2 separate regions of the Mus musculus genome follow, and region 1 is linked to region 2. A link is a contact called in public HiChIP or PLAC-seq data. All regions are on one chromosome and are shown on one strand. The core of a region is the stretch at or near the end of the contact, and the rest is flanking DNA. Distances in the headings are between cores, read along the strand shown. Region 1 has its middle 12 kb from the start of Gm29679. Region 2 overlaps Zmynd8 (zinc finger, MYND-type containing 8).

Region 1 (4,237 bases), core at 43-2,542, 690 kb before region 2:
CCACCCACCTGTCACTGGCCACAGCCACAAGCACCAAAGGCAGGTATAGTGTCGCTTTGGGGGGACAGAGACTGTTCTTGGAAATGGTTGCAACAGTTTGTGGCTGGGGAGCTCGCATGAGGACGCTGGAGGACAGAGTGTTCTGTGGGATCGGGGAATGTGTTTATCTGGGGGCACTTGCTAGGGATTCCGGTCTTAGTTTCTAAAAATCACATAAGTGTGTGTGTGTATGTGAGTGTGCACTCATTGTGTGTGTGTGTGTGTGTGTGTGTGTGTGTGTGTGTGTGTAAGTCAGTTCTCTCCCTTCCATCACATGATTCTTGGACATCAAACTCAGGTTGTAAGGCCAGGCAGCAAAGGCCTTTACCAGCCATATCATCACAATGGCCCAGATATTCTGAATTTAATGGTTAGTTCATGAAGGGGAGCCGGTCTCTATTTGGTTGGTGGTCCACTCAGTCAGTCTGGATCGCAGTGTTCCTCCAATCATGTGAAGAAAGACATTCAAAGGAGTCAGAGACGGGGCCCTTCAGATAACTTGCTTCCAACCGTTCTGTGCCTCCAGAGACGCTGTGCCGAACCTCATCACACCCCAGCTAACGTGCATGTTTGGCCTGTGGAGAATCAAATGGTTCCTGGAGACTGACTTTAAACCCAGTCAGGTGGTGAAGTCACTCGCTACTGCTGCTCCAGAGGTGTTATTTTACCAATCAGCACACCCAGCACACCCACCGACACCTCATTGGCAGCTGCGTGGGGCATCGTCCTATCCGGACCAGTTTATGAGATCTAAATGTTTCGAGTCTTCCCATTGGTGCCAGTGGTATGAGCCCGCACTTCCTCAGCCTGTGCTGACCTCCAGCCTTGGCATGAACTTCAAGAGCCTTTCTCTTTCTGTTCTGTCAGCATCACTCTGGCCCACAGTGTCGATGACACGTGGCTGTTTAAAGCCTAAAGATGCAGGATGCAAGCACGGAGTTGTCTTGCTGAGACAAAGACGAACCCTCATCTATGTGCTCAGGCAGCTATTACTCATGACTAGACTAAGTGCTTGTATATGGAGTTGTATAGAGCACAGCCATGCTCCTGAGTCCGGAAATTGCTTATGACTGTCCTCATACAATGCAGAGGGAGGGGGTGGGGGCTCACAAGCCACACTTTCAGGAATGTTAGTGACACTTTTAAGGGGAAAACTTATTGACCCTTGAATACGCCGTAGATCTGGGCCTTATGCTGCAGAGCGGAGGGCGGGGCTGAGAAGCCTCGTAGGCGGGGTTGAGATGCCTCATAGGCGGGGCTGAGACATTTCATAGGCGGGGCTGGTTGGGGATGTGGGGCGTCTAAGGGCGCCGCTGTGGTGTTGGTGGGAATGGCAGAAACAGTAAGAAACCAACAGGAAATACAAATCCTGCCTGCCTCCTCCATCTCCACCATCTTCCTGCAGGTCTGCAGTTGGCAAAGGACAGGAAGTCACGAGTAAATCCCAGCAGGAAATGCCTGGCAGAGGCCAACAAGAGGTCTCTGAGAAAGGGGACTGTGGTCGCAGAGACCCTGATCTTTACCATCAGATAGCACAGAGTAGAAACTTCCAGCTGACAGGTATTAGCATAAACACTAATAACTCCCCCTTTCCCCTGCTCAGCCCCACTCTAGGGGACTAGAGAAGGAAGACGCTTGGTAGGGGCGTCCTGCAGACTTAGATTCTAAAGTAGGACTCAGCTTTCAAATCTGTGCAATGGCCATGTAAATAATAACAGAAATAATGATCTGAAGCCCAACATCAGAACCTGGCACAGTCGTGCCTGGCATTTCTGGTTGCCAGGGCAGCAGGCTTACAGCACTAACAGGCTCTGGCATCGGGGCTGGCTCTGCACACCTTCACAGCGTTGGGTCTGAGCCTGTAATCTGGCTAATGTTACCATCCCCCTCTCCGGCACCACCATGTAAGCTCTCATTGTGGATGGAGCTCTTCCAGTGAGCTCTCTGAGCACCTGGAAGCCTGGGCCTGCTATCTTGGTCCCCACTAGTTCCTAGAAGGAGGCCCAGGTGTGCAGCGGAGACTCCATCTGGGACCTCCTCTAGCCCTCTAAGTTTGGAAATGTTTTGTTTTCCCCAACAGGAGGTGAGGGAACAAAGGGAAGGGGCGGTCACCTCCTCAGTGTCACAGGCTGAACTCGGCTGCCTTCGAATCCAGCCTCTCCTGCACGCTTTTGCTTCAACCTGAGTCCTCTCCTGGTGGCCCCTTGTCTGGAGAAGGCTTTCTGTAAGCCACTTTTTGCCAGTTCAGGGAGAGCCAGCCCCTCTCCCAGACAGCACAGTGGCTCCCAATGGCAATCTACTCTCCTCTTCATGTCAATAATAGCCCAAAAGAGATAAATCTAGCAATATGTGTGTGATCAGCAGCCTCGCAGTACCCCCCAAGACACAAATTTATGGGGCATCCACACTCGGGGGTCATCTTCCCAATAGTTTATAGTATCGAGCCTCCTTTATTTCCTCAGTAAATCTAATTTATATGGACAAGCAGATCAAGCCGAGCTGTTCCAGGCATTGGAAGGCTGTGAATCATTCACAAGGCTTTAGGAAACTTGGGGAGATTAAGGTTTTGCATAATGCAAATCAGGAGGGAAAGATGTTTGCTCTGCCTCCGCTGTGGATGCAATTAGCGCAATGAACACCAAAAGAGATTCATTTTCCTGGGACGCAGAAAGGTCCGCTTGGTATGCAGGAGAGCACAGTTATTTGCAACACAAGAGCCCAGAAGCCGAGGCTAGCCGAGCACCCGCAACTGTTTGATTTGCAATTTTAAAGAATTTAAGGATGAATAAAACATCCAGTTAATTTTGAAAGGGCTGTTGTCAAACGGCCTAAGATCTGGGCCTTTGCTGGGCTCAGAAGTCAGGACAGCACTTGAGGTGTGTGTGTCCTGGGCCCTGCTTATGGAGTCCTGATGCACCTGGAATTCTCTTCCGCTTAGCTTGGAATGCTCCAGGACCTAAGTCCCGACTCAAGAGCCCGGCTGTTTCTAGGCAACCCCCTTGTGGACCCCAGCTGACCTGTCCTAGCTCCTTTGATTTTAGGTAACTTAATGGCGCAGTGAGCATTGACTGGCCATCGTCTGTGAGCCAGGCACTTAGGGTGGAGCAGATCGCCTTGATCTCTTGGGACTGATACATTCTACAGGGGAGTGAAAGGTGCTATCAGTGTGTCAGGAGGTGCTAGGCCTGGGGAGGAGAGACGCCATGGCAATTAGTGGAAAGGACCCGTGTGTGTGTGTGTGTGTGTGTGTGTGTGTGTGTGTGTGTAGGTGCGCGCCTTAGACAGAGTGGTTGGGGACATGCACTGGACCCTCATGGAGGTGTGGGCAGATGTGAAGCATCTCTGGAAGAATGATGCAGGTAGCCAGCACCACAGCTGGAAAAATCCCCATTTCAGAGAAACAATGGCCACAATTCGGATGGCCCGTGTGACTGAGTAGGGAGGTGGGAGTGAAGCTCTGCTCCTTGTGACTCATGCTCTGCTGAGAACATGGAACCTGAGAAACATTCCAGGAAGAAAGGAGATTTCCCAGTGTGGTGGGATGTTTGAGACAGGGATGTGTTGGAGAAGGAGCCACACAGACATCGGGACCTCCTCAGAAGGAGGGCAGTGGTGACCGAGGTGGCCAGGGACATGAGAACCACTAGCCTCTGGCCTGGCAAGCTCAGAAGACTCTTCACCTTTGGCTCTTGAACAATGCTTATCTCTCCCTTGCACCCATTTAACAGATAAGAAGACAGAGGCTCCTTGGCACGGGATCCTGGCCTCCGGTCCTTGGGCTTCTGTAGTCTGGGGAATGGGAAGAGAATGAACTACCTCTTGTTCTGAGACAAGTACGAGGCTGTGGGAGGTTCTGAGATAAGCAGTGTTCCTGGCACTTCCTGTCTGGGGACCACAGCCCTGGTCTTGGGCTGGCCACATCTTGCACATGGAAGACTCTGGGAATGGAGGAAAACAGCCCCTGCCCGTGGCAGTCCCTGTGTGTTAGGTCCGGAGAGCTCTTTGGGAGCCTGAGGCGGGCTTTATCTAGGCCAATGGACTGGTCTTGACTCCGCTGGAACTCAAGGCTGGGGGCCTCATAGGTGGCTGGGCCAGGGTAGACTGGGTGGTACTGAGGTTGCAGAGTCGGGGGAACCACATATCTTCTGGCTCTGCTGCCCTTTATGAGCTTGGGCTGACTCTAGGCTAGACCTGTGGA
Region 2 (3,935 bases), core at 1,111-3,610:
CTCTTTCTCAGTCACCTGAGTGTCATTTGGATTTTACAGCCTGAGCTTTGACCTGGGGCACTGAGGTTCATAGAGTTGAAGTCTGTTGTGGCCAAGCTATGACATTTGTGATGTGTTGGGGACAAGGCTTATCCCTCTTCCAATCCTGGTTATCTCAGAGGTCCCCAGTGTGGTGATCCAGGCTATGAACACTAATTGTCCCTTTAGGCCACTTTTCGTGTGGTTCTCCATGTTCAGTATTTCAGTCCCCAAAAGATAAGTAATTAATTAACTTGAAGAGAGAGGAAGAGGGGCACACGTGTGCCATATCCCCCCCCCCCAATCGCCTCCCAACCCCTGTACCACCACTGCTAAGTGTGTGTGTGTCCTGTGTGGGTTCTCTCTTTCTGTTATGTGCAGCAGAAGTGGTCAGTTGTCTCATGGCAGGAAGGCTGTTGGTTGGGTGTGGCTGGCTGGCTCACCAGCCTCCTCGGGAACAATAGGGTACAGGCCATGTGTCCTGTGGCTGCCCTTTGGCTGCTGTCTAGACACTCCGACCCACCCTGGCTGGCTCCACAAGTAAGAACAAATTCCTCCGGAGATGAGGTGGGCCATCTGGAGAAGCTCAGGTCTTTTATTCAGGGCCTGATGCTGTGTGAAGTCCAGCTGGCACTGGGACCTCAGAGTCGAATTGGTAGAGAATTGGTAGGAATTGGTAGAGAGGCGACTGGTTGAGCCCAGGGCCTTGTGCTTTCTAGGCAGGTGCTCAGATTTCCTAACCCCCTCCCTCTTCAGCCCCCAGCTGAGAGTTTGGCTTCTTGCATTGATTTTGGTGTATGTGTGTGAATGTCTTTGTGCCACATTGTACGTACCGAAAGCCAGAGGAGACTTTGTGAGATCTGCTTCTTCAACTATGTAGGCCCCAAAGATAGAAAGAACTCAGTCCTTAGGCTTGGCAGCAAACATCTTTATCTCCTGAGCCATTTCCACAGCCCAAGAACATAAGAGCTAGCATAGGCTTTCCTCAAGCCTGCCACAGATCTCCAAGAGTTAATGCTTTCTTTTCTTTCTTTGAGCTGAGATGTTTTTATGTTGCCCAGGCTGGTCTTGAACTTACATGCTTAAAGGGAGTAGGGACAGTGTGTCAACATACTTTGGAATTCTTTGTTTATATTTTTGTTCAGAGGTAGGCTCCTACCGTGCAGCCCTTCTGGGCATGGAACTCAATATGTGGAGCAGGCTGGTCAGTGAGGTCCTCCCGACTTGGTCTCTGGAGGGGTTGGATGGAAGGCAAATACCACCAACCCTGGTGTGTTTACTTACTCGGACAACTTTTTCTCCTTCTACTCTGTGGTCTGTGGGTCTCAGGACTTGGGAACTCAGGTTGGGTGGTGGGAGAAGATGCCCTCGGAGCCATCTTAGCTGACCTAGCTCTGAATTCTCAAATCCTATTCCCGCATCTCGTCTGCAGGGCTTTTAGGTTCTCTGAATATCAATCAGCAGCTCTCTTCCTATGTGATCACTTATTATTAATAGGGTAGTTCCCGAGTCTATTGCTTCCTTTATATCATCCTTGGCATTTTCCAGAGCGCGCACTTCTCAGGAGACAAAGCCTTCAGGCTTTCAAGATGCCAGGGTGACATTTGTGACCGAGGGTGACAGTCTGCTGTAAGCCATTCGTGCATAAATCAGAAGCACCATCTACCAGGAGTGCTGGCACAGTGAGCGGCTCCTGAGGTCTCCCCAGGCGCCGGGCAGTGTTTCCTTCTCACCTCAATGATTCTTAGCTCACTGCTGTGACGAGTGTATTCCCATTTCACAGTCTAGGACACTGAGGCTCGTGAGGATGAATGAAGTGGCCAAGTAGGGCTGGGGGGTGGTGTGGTATCAGGTTTTGTCTTTTGCTTTAAACATCTGAGTCACATCCCTTCAGGGCCAGCAGGGATACCCATAATGGCTGCCAGCATAGGGAAAATAGGGGGCTTTGATGGTTGGGTGGGGGATCTACCTCACTGCTCAGCGCCAGGAATTGGGCTCACTGTCTCTTTGCTGGGATGAACCTGCCATTTTCTTGCAACAGTAGCTCATTTAGATGCAGAGATGTTTCTCTGTGTAGACCAGTTTCTCAAAGATTGTTCATGAACCCAGAAAGTCACATCAAGGGGACGGAAATGGCCCAGGGCTGTCATTTTGCATTCTCTGTGCAAGACTGGTCACAGCACACTTCCTTGCAGGAGTTTGGCCATAACTGTGTGAGTCAGACAAGGCCCTGCCTCAGAGGCCAGAAACCCGGAGTCTGCCGCAGCCTGGTGTACTCCCTGGATGGAGGCTCCCTGTTCTTTAGGCCGCTTGCATCTTGATCCTGCTGCGTGTACATTTTGTGGGCAGAGTGCTGGTGTGCAGCTGTATGGTGTCTGCATTGTGTCACCAACGCAGGGGAACGGTCCCCTCGGAAACCGGGCGCAGATGTAGCGGAAGCCCAACATATTAAAATCCCAAACACTGTCATTCTTTGTGAGACTTGCCTGCGGGTGGATGTGTTTACAGAGCCAGGATGCTAGAGAAGTACAGTTAGAACAATTTGTTAAATAGTCCCAGACCTTGATTAGCACAGGACCCTCTATCTTTCTCTGTTGTGTGTAAATTAAGACTTTCACAAAGGGATTGAATGTGAGCAAGGCTGTGAGATAAGAGTCCTTCTGTCATTTTCAAGGGATCTCTAAGAAAACAACCATCAGTGCTTTTAAGCCATGGCGCAGAAGCGCCGCTGTGAGGTTTCCTTTCAAGAAACGTTGGTAGTTTAAACTGTCCTGACTCTGACATCTCTGAGATCCCAGGAAGTGCCAGCCCTGCAGTGTTTAGTGGCAAGTCTGTGTGAGAGAACTCTCCTCCCTAATCAGGTCTAAATTATCCCAAAATGCTGAAGCTCTGATCATGGCTTTCAGACTAGAGATTGGCGGCCTCCTCTTGGCAAGAGCGACCCTGCTGTGTCCTTGTCTCAGGAGCATGGAGATTACAACCTGCTCTTTACAGGGGCGGTGCTGATCTGGATTCCCATCCTCGTTGTTTAGCAAGGATTTTACTCACTAAAATTGCCCGGCTGATGCAGTTGAGCTCTGTGGTTGACACAGGGAAACTTCACCTGCCCCATTTTTGAAGCCCCGCTCATAGTAATGTCCAGTTTGTTTGTTTGTTTGTTTTTATATGAGTACACTGCAGCTGTCTTCAGACACACCGCAGAAGAGAGCATCGGATCCCATTGCAGATGGTTGGTTGTGAGCCACCCTGTGTGGTTGCTGGGAATTGAACTCAGGACCTCTAGAAGAGGAGTTAGTGCTTTTAAGTCCCCGAAGTTTATTTATTAATGGAGAAGACTGTCATCCCAAAGTGTTTCCACCCTAAAAAGAATGTCCTTTTTCTTCCTCCAAAGGTCTTAGAACAAATGTACCAAGTGGAGGGCCTGTCTCAGCATCTGGGCCTCTCTTACCAACCAGACATTCAAGTAATCGTTTTTTTTGTTTTTTTTTTTTTTTTTTTTGTTTTGTTTTTTTTTCCGGCCTCACTCACTCTGGCCCCTGCTCCAGCCATATTTATTTCATGTATGTGAGTACACTGTCACTGTCTTCAGACACACCAGAAGAGGACATCAGATCCCATTACAGATGGTTGTGAGCCACCATGTGGTTGCTGGGAATTGAACTCGGGACCTCTGGAAGAGCAGTCAGTGCTCTTAACCACTGAGCTATCTCTCCAGCCCTCAAGAAAGACTCTTTTGGTTTTTTGAGACAGGGTTTCTCTGTGTAGCCCTGGCTGTCCAGGAATTCACTTTGTAGACCTGGCTGGCCTCGAACTCAGCAATCCGCCTGCCTCTGTCTCCTGAGTGCTGGGATTAAAGGCGTGCACCACCATGCCCGGCTCTGGGAGTGAGTCTTGTTGCTCAGGTTGGACTCTCGAGG

What was found. HiChIP or PLAC-seq counts read pairs in DNA pulled down with a chosen protein or histone mark.
Region 1: a contact with region 2 is called in an H3K27ac HiChIP or PLAC-seq map of trophoblast stem cells, with 4 times the contacts expected there. The contact joins two enhancer-like sites. A contact is called at or near these places in 1 of 15 datasets of contacts at CTCF or cohesin (large pre-B cells) and 7 of 115 datasets of contacts at active chromatin or transcription factors (embryonic brain, embryonic forebrain, embryonic stem cells and 3 more).

Annotation. Positions count from the first base shown.
Region 1 is chr2:166,550,721-166,554,957 of GRCm38.p6, reverse strand. No RefSeq gene overlaps it. Among named protein-coding and RNA genes, the nearest start is that of Gm29679, 12 kb to the left of the region's middle. Within about 2 kb of position 1,292, at least 104 of the 459 cell types and tissues checked have an H3K27ac peak or open chromatin away from gene starts, as enhancers often do. A contact at or near this core is called in trophoblast stem cells, where this site is marked.
Region 2 is chr2:165,865,551-165,869,485 of GRCm38.p6, reverse strand. The region is part of intron 2 of Zmynd8 (zinc finger, MYND-type containing 8); the gene reads left to right. Among named protein-coding and RNA genes, the nearest start is that of Gm11465, 14 kb to the left of the region's middle. Within about 2 kb of position 2,360, at least 108 of the 459 cell types and tissues checked have an H3K27ac peak or open chromatin away from gene starts, as enhancers often do. A contact at or near this core is called in trophoblast stem cells, where this site is marked.